Regions from separate parts of the Mus musculus genome. Here regions 1 and 2 are each linked to region 3. The links are chromatin contacts, called in public Hi-C and HiChIP or PLAC-seq maps. All regions are on one chromosome and are shown on one strand. Each heading gives the region's core, a stretch centred on a gene start, on an enhancer-like site or on the middle of the called end of the contact. The rest is flanking DNA. Distances are from core to core; before and after follow the strand shown. Region 1 overlaps Helz (helicase with zinc finger domain). Region 2 overlaps Pitpnc1 (phosphatidylinositol transfer protein, cytoplasmic 1). Region 3 has its middle 22 kb from the start of A830035A12Rik.

What was found. A called contact is a pair of places that touch in the nucleus more often than the background predicts. HiChIP or PLAC-seq counts read pairs in DNA pulled down with a chosen protein or histone mark.
Region 1: a Hi-C map of CD8 T cells shows a contact between it and region 3, with 2.0 times the contacts expected there. The contact joins two enhancer-like sites. A contact is called at or near these places in 10 of 484 Hi-C or Micro-C datasets (CD8 T cells, the HL-1 cell line, Th1 cells and 2 more) and 4 of 115 datasets of contacts at active chromatin or transcription factors (all in embryonic stem cells).
Region 2: an H3K27ac HiChIP or PLAC-seq map of embryonic stem cells shows a contact between it and region 3, with 7 read pairs. The contact joins two enhancer-like sites. A contact is called at or near these places in 2 of 115 datasets of contacts at active chromatin or transcription factors (embryonic stem cells and trophoblast stem cells).

What each region holds. Positions count from the first base shown.
Region 1 is chr11:107,692,215-107,695,562 of GRCm38.p6, reverse strand. It overlaps Helz (helicase with zinc finger domain), which reads right to left. Exons shown (of 33, transcript NM_001368755.1): 33 at 1,737-3,348. Among named protein-coding and RNA genes, the nearest start is that of Cacng1, 23 kb to the left of the region's middle. Within about 2 kb of position 1,597, at least 27 of the 459 cell types and tissues checked have an H3K27ac peak or open chromatin away from gene starts, as enhancers often do. A contact at or near this core is called in CD8 T cells, where this site is marked.
Region 2 is chr11:107,275,777-107,279,486 of GRCm38.p6, reverse strand. All of the region lies in intron 5 of Pitpnc1 (phosphatidylinositol transfer protein, cytoplasmic 1), which reads left to right. Among named protein-coding and RNA genes, the nearest start is that of Gm11716, 58 kb to the left of the region's middle. Within about 2 kb of position 2,391, at least 25 of the 459 cell types and tissues checked have an H3K27ac peak or open chromatin away from gene starts, as enhancers often do. A contact at or near this core is called in embryonic stem cells, where this site is marked.
Region 3 is chr11:107,509,797-107,513,502 of GRCm38.p6, reverse strand. No RefSeq gene overlaps it. Among named protein-coding and RNA genes, the nearest start is that of A830035A12Rik, 22 kb to the left of the region's middle. Within about 2 kb of position 2,247, at least 95 of the 459 cell types and tissues checked have an H3K27ac peak or open chromatin away from gene starts, as enhancers often do. A contact at or near this core is called in CD8 T cells and embryonic stem cells, where this site is marked.

The DNA.
Region 1 (3,348 bases), core at 348-2,847, 180 kb before region 3:
ACACACACACACACACACACACACTCTCAAACCCAAACACACACTTATACGCTCACACACATGTGTTCTTTGTCGCATAAGCAGAGAAAGAGAGAGATTTAAAACAAAAGAATGTAGGACATCTGTGATGGCAGATGTGGTGGTACACGCCTTTAATCCCTGCACTTCGAAGCCAGCCTGGTAGGTTCTGAGTCTCAAGCCCGACAGTATTACAATAGTGAAACCTTGTCTCAAAAAAGAAAGGAAGAAGGAAGGAAGGGGAGGGAGGGAGGCAGAGGAGAGAGGAGGGGAAGAAGGAGGAGGAGGAGGAGGAAGAAGAAGAGGAAGAGGAGGAGGGGAGAAGAGAAAGGTGGCTGTGATGGTGTTGGGGAATCACCGTGGGTCTTCAGAGAATGGCGCAGGCAGTTGGTGGGACAGACATAAAGTAAGGTCACGCAATGGTCAGTTCTTCAAGTCCTAAGGTTTTTCATCTGGTGGAGGATGACTGGATAAGACAAAGCCATGTGATTCAAGCAGTGTAGTCAGGAATGGGCTAAAGGCTCCTTGAGTTCTCTAGACTCACCAAGGGCAGCAACACTCCCCAGTCCCGTCCTGCCAGCCCAGCCTTCCAACTGCGCTCCGGGGGATTTTCCACCTTGCTCTTCTGATCCATCAGTTACAAGCTCCTAAGAGTCAGCCTTGTGCTTCTTCAGGGATTACCTCTGCAAAGCAGAGAGCACACAGTTCGAGGGGCCTCTGAACCCACACTTAACATGGGAGAAACTGTTTTTCTTTTTTAAAATCCAGAGGCAGGCGCCCATCCTGTCCAGGGAGCACAGAGCCAAAGGTCTACCTGCAGCAGAGGAAGCTGTTCAGTGGTTAGAGCACTGGCTGCTCTTGCAGAGGATCTGGGGTCAGATCCCAGCACCCATGTCAGGGCTCACAGCCATTCATAACAGCAGTTCCAGGGGATCTGATACCCTCTTCTGACTTCCTCGGGCACCAGGGATAGACTAGTGCACAGACATACACATATCAGAACACCCACAACACAAAAAGTAGTCTAAAAAATCATGAACACATATTGGCTGCGGTCACTGGGGAAGGCCGACTACCTCATCTCATTCACAACAGCAACCCCGCACGCGGTGTATTCAAGCTGGACTCATGGTGTCATACTAACGGTCCGTTAAATATAAAATATGGCACAGGAGGCTGTCTGAAACCCACTAGTGCTTCTCAGAGCAGCAGCATCACAGATGCAAACACTTCTCCAATAGAAACCTGATGGATCCCAGGCAATCCTCTGTGTAATTGTGTGGTGCAGTACTAGCCCTACTTTAATGTATCAGTGTATACTAGATTAATGAGCTCTCACATTCTGAGTCACCCAAGCCCAGTATTGATGACTACAAGACTTGTGGAGAGAAATTCGAAACATTTGCTAAAAACAAATAAATAAATTCAGACCTGGAGAACGAGACCTTCAAGAGAGCTCATTTTCTCCTTATGTTGCCTGTCACCTGCCAGGTGACATTTGTGCCTCAAGGCTTTAGCTACTGCTGAAGTTGGTGATTCATGTCCCAGATCTCTGTCAAGTCACAACTTTCCCTTTTACACTGGGCTCTCTCTCCCCTGAGCGTCACCATGTCTGTGATGAACTTAATCAAACGTGCGCCAGCCTCTTTAACACCTTTAAGTTTCGAGGGAAGAGGGAGCCGAGAACGAGTGTCCACACAAAAGAAACACTCTCCAAATTATTAAAAAGGCATTTTTTTATTATAAATACATTTTAGTTGTAGCAGTAAAATACATTTTGTGTTACCATGAATCTTTTAAAACAAAAGAACTTCACTGACAAGGGTCACACTGTAGACTCCTGGGCTCAAAAAAAAACAAACAAAAAAACAAAAACCAAAGTCCTAAGAAAGTAGCGTAAGCTAAGGAGACTCCAAAACCCGAGTTAGGAAAGAGGAAGAACAGAGAAAGGAAGCCTTGGTGGCCAGCTTTGGGGGTTATCTTATGATACAAAACCATCTTTACTTTTAAGAATAAACTCTTCCGGTATTAGAGCCTCTCAGACGAGGCATGGTATACCGCAAAGGGACAGAGTCACTGTTGTGGTTTTGCCATAGATTTATGCTGAGTCAGATGCTGCATAAGTGGTGCTTGTAAGGTAAACGGACCAGGGTGGTTTTACATATGGCCTCCCTTATGAAGGCTTTCCCAATAGAAGATCCAGAATGCATCTACTATGTGACTGATCCCATACATTACTGACCACATTTAGAGAATTGTATTTAAAAAAAAAAAATTAAAAAGCAAGATCCTGCATCACTGACAATTAGGACGCTTTACTAAAATGCAAACCCCATTAGCTTTATAATTCAGAGAAAGTATTTGGACCACTCTATTCTCCCGGGATGCAACTATTACCTATAACCAGTACCTTTATGGGTCTCAAAGAATCAGGTCAGATGGCTGGCACAGAAATCAGATTCAGTACTTGATGTACATAATGTCATATACATGGATAGATAGAAGCAGTCACCTTCCTGATACATGGAAATCAGGGACCCTTCGGCGGCGGCGGGGGGAGGGGGGGTCGTTGAGAAACAATCTTAGGTAAAACTGACACTTTGGGACTTCAACCTGGACAAAAGAGTCCTCTGACCTCCTGAAAGATACAAAGTGGTATCATGCAAGGCAAATCGCAAATAAACCGAAGTCCCTTATAAGCTGGGAGTGCATAAAGGAAAGCTGTGCTGAGCACACCAGCAACCTGCAGCTAGAGCTTCCCGGGCCTTTTATGTAGGAAGTCCTGGGGGCTAAGAACTCTAAAGCTGTGTAAATCTATGATGGTCACTGTGTATTATACTTCTACGCCTACGCCGTTCTACATTCTATTCCCTTAAAAATAGATTTGTTTTCTTGCTAGCAACCCAGTAAATTCAAAGCCAGACTAGAAACCAGAAAGCAGAACCCGATACCCGCCAAGCTGCAGCCCAGGCTGAACATTAAACACAACACACAAATGTAAAACTATCCAAAGACCTGTCAGGTTGATTATGTTGTAGGCAGTTTCTTTCTCAAAACTAACGTGCTCACCCATGTCTGCTCTGACTTAGGAGTCACTCATGCTATGCGGGTGGTGTGTCCCCTCAACTCTTCGGCAAACATACAGAGGTCTTCAAGGTAGCTAAGGAGTCAGAAACAATTGCTTTTTTCCTGCCACATACAACACCCAGGCTCTCCCTAACACCTGCAGGCACGGCAGAGAACCCAAAATAACTTTGTTAACCTGAGAAACATATAACACGAAGGTAAATCCTTTGCCCTCGCCCCAACACACATACAAAATAAGAAAGG
Region 2 (3,710 bases), core at 1,142-3,641, 230 kb after region 3:
TGTGAGTTCAGGCTGAAGTGCTCACACAGCAAATGGCACTAGGAACCGGTAGGAAATTGGATCCATAAGTCCGCGGCTGAGCGACAGAGGGTGAGCCCTCAGAAGTCACAGGGTTACTTTTGAAGCTATAGGAATGAAGAAGATGGATGAGAAGGAGCCGCTCTGAAAGGTAGAGGGAGCAAGGGGGTGTGTGAAAGTCACAGACCCTGTGGGCACCGACAACAGCCCAGAGTTCAGTGAGCCCAGCGTTTAGGGGGTCCTGAGGGATAGGGTCATGAGTAACCTTTATGACAGGAAGGTGACAGAGGGGAGCAGAAGCCAGTTTGCAATGAACCAAAGAGGAATTTCCAAGTGGCAGGCGATGAAAGGAAGGGGACAGATCGGGTTGGAAGGGGAGAGAGAGAAGAGAGACTCCTCTCCCAGGCTTTCCTTCTGGGTAAGGAACACATTCACATTCCGGGGCCTCTTCTCTGTCCCAAACACACAGCAATGATGAATAAAAATGCCCAAAGAGGGCTGGGCAGCTCACTTGGTAGAGCATGCATGGCAGACACAAAGCTCTGGGCTCCATAAACTGGAGAAATGATAGCCTTTACGTGTCACCCCCACACGCGGGAGTCCAAGGTGCTAGCCTGGGTTACATAACAAACTCGAAGCCAGCCTGGGCTACATGAGATCATGTCTCAAAAGCAGAACAAAACAAAAATGCTCAGAGACTATTCATATTTGGAACAGGAAGAGCTGAACGCATTTTTTAGAACTTGAAGAGGCACAATTGCGTATAGATCAAAGTTTACTTTGGACAGTGATGGTGGCCAGCATTACGGAGCACATAAGATCCAGGTGCTAGTCTGTGTGTGTCTCCTGTGTTAATTCCTTAGTACTTGGGTAGCCCTGGGAGATAAGCATTTAATATTGGACTAAACTGGAAAAGTGAGATCAGATCTCTCTTGCCCAAGGTCACCCAGCTAGGAGTTGAGACTGGAACAACCTGGCTACCATCTAATCGCTGTCTAACTGCTAAAAAGATACATGAAGATAAATCCATAGCTAGACACAGAGTATCAAAATAATATCTTTCAAAGTTCTTAAAGACGTCTTAGGAAGAAAGGCGGCTCATCTGGAAGGGAGTGATACATTGCCTTGATGGTGTATCTCCTTAGTTGTCTGGTGCTATAACTGAAGATCACAGGGTGGGCAATTTATAAAGAATAAAGGCCAATCTCGTTTATAGTTCTTAAGGCTAGGTTGTCCCCGGGTGTGTTGTATGATACTGTGAGGTCATGGTGCCTGCTGGGATTCACACACACGCACATACACACACACACATACATGCACGAAATTAAATAAACAAAGTGTGAAAAGGTAAATCAAGTGGGGCAGGGATGTTGCTCAGTGAGTAGAGTGCTTGCCCAGCATACACAAAAGCTCTGGGTTGATCTCAGGCACTCCATACAACCACACATACATCTGGGCACGGTGATGCTCACCACCTCTAGTCCAGTACTCAGCGGGGAGAGGCAGAGAATCGGAAGTTCAAGGTCATCCTCAACTACATGGAGAGTTTGAGGCCAGCTTAGGCTACATGAAACCCTGACTACATACATACATACATACATACATGCATGCATACTACACAAACCAGCCAGGATACAAGAAACAAATGTGAGACCAGGCTTTCTGAACATCTGGCCCTCCTTGCCTCTTCCTCTCCAGTGCAGCAACCCTAGCAATACTGGGGAAGGGATTCAAGGCTCCATGCATGCTTGGCTACGCTATGACACAACTGAGCTACGATCCCAACCCCTGGCATTAGCCCTTCATGGTAAAATACTAAAGATAAAGGACCCAACAGGCCAGAATTTGGAGGAGCCATCTCTGGAAGCCAGATAGTGAGTGTTCTCCATGATAGACCACATAGAGATAGTTGCTCTTCCAGGAAGAGGAAAAAGTCAGAGGGCAGGGTAGATACAGGGGGGAAGGGGGACAGAAAACCATTTAGCTTGTGCACGGTGGCCTCTAGCTTCAGGCATGTGGGGAGAAGTCATCTAGAGGAGAAGAAGCCAGGAAAGAGGTTTTAAGGAGCATGGTGAAGGTCAAAGGTGAGAAACTGATGACTGAGAAGAGGCTCACTTGGCAGTCTCTGCAGCCTGGCAATTTGGGGCAGCTGTGGTTGGTGGTGCCGCCAGCCTGCTTGACTGTCCTTTCCCCAGCTGGGCTCTGCATTTCTGCGTAGGAGCACAGGAAATGTTCTCAAGTTAGCCCAGGAGTTGTTTGCAGGGTGTGGGAAATGGAGTAGGCCAAGGTCAGAATGAGCCTGCAGCCCAGCCCGAGTCTCTTGGGGACCGGAGGGTTCAGGGAGGTGACAGGAAAGGTATCCTGGGATTGACCTTGAAGTTGGACTTGGAAGGGAAGTAAACAATGTCTGGGCCTCAGGAGGGGGTTGTAGCGCTAGGGGAGATAGGGGAGCACGTGAACAAGGTCAGCTGACGTGAGAGAAAGCAAAGGTCGAGGGAGGAGAAGGCTGGCCTGTGTCAATGGTGGATGGTCCAGTCCCTTCCTCAGTAAGGTCCCACTAACAGACCAAAGTAATCCCCCTGCACAGCCAAGGAGTACTGGCTGCTTTCATATCAGAGTGTGGGTGAGGGGTTTCCTATAGTTGTATGGGTGACCCCAAAGCAGCCACACTGGATGCACTTTCTGGTGTGGATGGATCATGGCTTCCCATAGCTGTATAAGATTAATGTCCCCTAGGCCATATGCAATTAGGGCAGAATCATATACACATTGCTGGAAGAAGTGCCTGGAATCTCACGTGAGGGTCCAGTGACCTCCTCACCCACCTCCTTAATGGAATGCCCAGTCCCAAAGCATGACTGTGATGGATTCTTACAAGCAGGCACAACTGATTGGATAAGAATGGTGGCTCTTCTGCTCAGAGGGTAGCGCCTCACAGTGGTTAAGGGTCAGAGTGGTCCATAGATAGCACCAGCAGGGACAGAGGGCAAGAAAGCAGAGGGTAGATTGCTGAGGGCTGTCGTGACATGCTATCAGTGACAGGTGACTCTTATAATGTGCTTTTAGGTTGTTGGATTTGTTTGTTTGTGTGTGTGTGTGTTTGAGGAGGGGGTCCCTTCTCTTTCATAATACCATTGTATTTTAATCACAGGGACCCAAAGAATCTTTGTAATTGTTTTCTGGATTGGTGATTTCAAATGTACAACTTCTTCAACATCAAACCCTTGCAGACTCTAGCCTCCCCCCTCCACCACAGCCTGTTCATGCATTTGGACAATCTGAGCAGTAGTCCCAGAACTCAGTAGTCCTCAAAGTCCAACGTCATAGCCGTTGGCTTACCTGGGAGATGGTGACAGGGCCCCACCTAATGGCCCTTCTGTAAAGTGCAAAGGGAGCTAGCAGGCTCAAGAGAGGGGAAAGTGCTCCAGCCATCACAAAGGAGGGAGTGACTTCCTCCAGGATACAGGGGCAAGAATGAGGCGGCGGAGGAGATGATGGTTCATGTCAAAGATGATAATAGCATCAGTGTCGGCAGAGAGGCAGAGATTCCTACTGGACAGGACCGAGCTTCCTGCTCCCTGGCTAAACCACATCCCCGACCCTGCTCCTCCGTTTTTAACCCCCTGGTCCAAGGTTTACATCTTCGTTGTGAGGAAAGGGAAATCTGTCTTTCCCATCTTACAGAACCAGTT
Region 3 (3,706 bases), core at 998-3,497:
ATGTCTCTTACACGCGCACACACACACACACACACACACACACACACACGAACACACACACGGACACACACACACACGGACACACACAGTAACAGGAAGCGTCTTGGCTGCCAAGGCAGGGATTTGGGTTTCTTTGGCTTCTGAGCTGCTCTTGGCTCGAGGCCATCTAGGGAAACTGAGCAAGTCCATGGATCCATGGAACTTGGGCTAGATCCATCAAGGACACAAAAAACAGATTATACCGTCCTCTCCCCCAAGTGGAGCAGACAAAAGTGCCGTTGATGCTGAAGCTGTGGAAAGCTTCACAAGGGCCCATGGGAGAAACCTTGGCACGGGCAACTCTGCCTGAACCTGGAAGCAAGGCAGCGGCGGGCTGGGGGAAGCTCCAGGTGGGGCTCGGCCTGGGCAGCTAGCAGCCTGCATCTCTCAGCATGGCAGGAGAGGCATGGGCTGCCCGCTGACTGTGCCTGGAGCCAGAGTTCTCTTACAGGGAATATCGCCAATGGAAAAATGCTCATGACATAACATTTTGTTCGGCTGATTTTTATTACACTGATTGACTGAAGGTGGGGTCTGGTAAATGGAGGTCAGAGGACAACTTTTTTTCTTCTATGTAGGTCCTGGGGAGTAAACTCACGTCATCAGGCCTGGCAGGAAGCACCTTACACATCCTACCAGCTGGTTTGTTTGTTTGTTTGTTTGTTTGTTTGTTTGAGACAGGCTCTAATGTAACCCAGGCTAACCTCAAACTCAATCTGTAGCCCAGGATGACCTTGAATTTCTAATCTTTCTAACCCTACTTCCTGAGTGCTTGAATTGCCTGTGCCACAAACCTCTCTTGTGTAGTTGTTGGGGGTTGGGTGTGGGGGGGACTGAAACGAGGGCCTTGGGCATTTAGGCAAGTACTCTACCCACTGAGCTACATCTCCACACACACACACATACACACACACACACACACACACACACACACACGATTCATGATGTAATAAATGGAAAAGTCAACACACACACTTTACCTATATAATTTCTATGTAAGAAAAACTCTTGGGTTTGGAGAAATGGCTCTGCGGTTAAGAGCACTGCCTGGACAGGCGTGGTGGCACATGCCTTTAATCCCAGCACTCGCACTCGGGAGGCAGAAGCAGGCAGATTTCCGAGTTCGAGGTCAGCCTGGTCTACAAAGTGAGTTCCAGCAGGACAGCCAGGGCTACACAGAGAAACCCTGTCTCGAAAAACCAAAAAAAAAAAAAAAAAAGAAAAAAAAAGAAAAGAAAAAAAGAGCACTGTCTGTTCTTCCAGAAATTGATAACCAGCAATCACATGGTGGCTCACAGCCATCTATACTGGGATCTGGTGCCCTCTGCTGGTGCACAGGTGTACATGCCGCGAGACCACTCATGCTAAAATAAAATAAATCTTTTTTTGGTCTTGTGAGATGGCTTTGCAGCCAAGTCAAAAACCTTAGTTCCTGGAACCTTTATGACTGAGGGAGAGAGCAGGTTCCCAAATGCTGTCCTCTGGCTTACACACACACACTGAGGTGAAAACACACAATCAATCCATCAATCAATCAATGTTTTAAAATTTTTCCCTTTTTTTTTGGGGGGGGGGAAGAGTACTGTGAATTCAGGGTCTTGTATAGGCTACGCATGCACTCCACCACTATGCTTCCCTACCACTTTTCTTTTTTGGGGGGAGTTCGAGACAGGGTTTCTCTGTATAGCCCTGGCTGTCCTGGAACTCACTTTGTAGACCAGGCTGGACTTGAACTCAGAAATCCTCCTGCCTCTGCCTCTGGAGTGCTGGGATTAAAGGCGGGTGCCACCATGCCCGGCTGCCTCCCACTTTTTAAAAGGCACAGACTGATCAAGAATGGAAGGAAATGTATAATATTATCAGTATTTGGGAAAACAGGACTTAAAAAAAAAAAACCAACTCATCTCTTGTGTCTGTATTTTTTAATTTCCCCAGTGCCAGGGACTGTTCACTGATCGCCATAAACACCTTCTGTAATAGCAGACATCACCCCACCCTGCATCGGTCCTGCCTGGGGAAAGGTGGGGGCCGTGGGGGAGAAATAAAAACCGATGAAGAACGTGATTCCGAAATATCTGTTGGTTTCAACCTGCAGGCTGTGGGTCGGAGAAGCTTCTGGAAGGTCCACCCACTGTGTCTCTCTGCCTCAGAGTTTCCTCAAAGCTACTTTGATTCCCCTCTCACCTTGCCTGTTTAGCAAGAAACGCAGTAGCAGATGTTATTTTCCCAAGAAAAGTTCAAAGCACAAAGAGCCAGCCTCTGGCTTCTGCTCCCTGCCCTCCATCCCCTCACCTGATGAAAGCCTTTGATATGCGTTTGTCACAAGGACCTCTGGGTCTCAACCCCCTAGGGCCTGGGCGGGGCTCTGCTCGGAGTTGCTTAAGCCTCCCTGCTGGCTCCTTTGCCACGCTGGGACCACGTGCCTAACACCAGCCTTGCAGCAAATAATGACATAGACGACAGACAGAGGCAGTCCTTCAGGAACCTTTGGCTTCTCCTCTAGAGGAAAAACTGAGCTCATCTTGAGAAAGGGATGAGCTCGGGGCGATACAGCAGAGTCTGGATTCCGCAGCAATCTGCTCACTGGCCTGAGAGAAAAATTACAGGATTTCTGTAGGCTTAGGTCTCTCAAAGTTTGGCACTTTTCTCACATAAATGCCACAAGAAACTCCCCATGCCTGGGTGGGTTTCCTCGTGAGCTCTCCCGGGGGCTTGGGAGGGCCAGCCTGAGCCCGGGGGCGGAGCAAGCATTGTGTTCTGGCCACTTCAAGGAGGAGATCTAGGGAAGTCTGAAGCTGACGGAGGGAAGGTCGGAATTGGCCACCACTAAAGAGCCACCGCTTCAGAAGGGAACTTGGGAGTTAGCTGAGTGAAGAGATGGTATCTCTGACCAACAAGGAGAATGTTGCCCTACTGCTGTGACATTTTGAGGTGGAACAACAGCAAAAGGGGAACAGGGAAGGACAGGGAGGATCCTGGCTCCCCACTGCCTTAGAGTTAGAGCCTTGAGTGACTGAGTGAAGTAGTGTCTCATGTAGCCCAGGCTGGCTCCGAATTCCCCTATGTAACCAAGGATAACTTTTAACTTTTTATTTTTTTAAGATTTATTTGGTTTTATTTATGTGTGTGCTTGTGCTGGTACGTGCACGTGAGTGCTGGTACCCCTGGAAGCCAGAGGCATTGATTGGGTCTCCTCTGCAAGAGCAGAGTATGCAATGCTCTTCACTGTTTGGTTTCAGGCAAGGGACTGAGGTGTATACTTTACATATCAAAGCCGACCTGGTCTCCAGGTCCTCCCAGCAGTCCTCAATCCCACCTGGTATACCCTGCCCCCAATCCTGAATTTGCAGCCCAAGGCTGGGCTGCCCTTCCCCCAGAGGCTCCTCTCTATATAATTCAGATATTTTATGCTCCAGAGCGCTCGCGCGCGCTCTCTCTCTCTCTCTCTCTCTCTCTCTCTCTCTCTCTCTCTCTCTCTCTCTCACTGGGCGGGCACACACACATATAGTCAAGCTCGCAAACACACATGTCCCATAGTAACTCCCCTGGCCTCAATCCCTGGGGCCAGTAAATTTGCCCTAGAGCAGTTTCCCAGACCCAGCTGGCTCCATCCTGATCAAGCAGAGGAAGTAGGCTCCACTAGAGGGAGCAGGTGGTTACTTCCCGT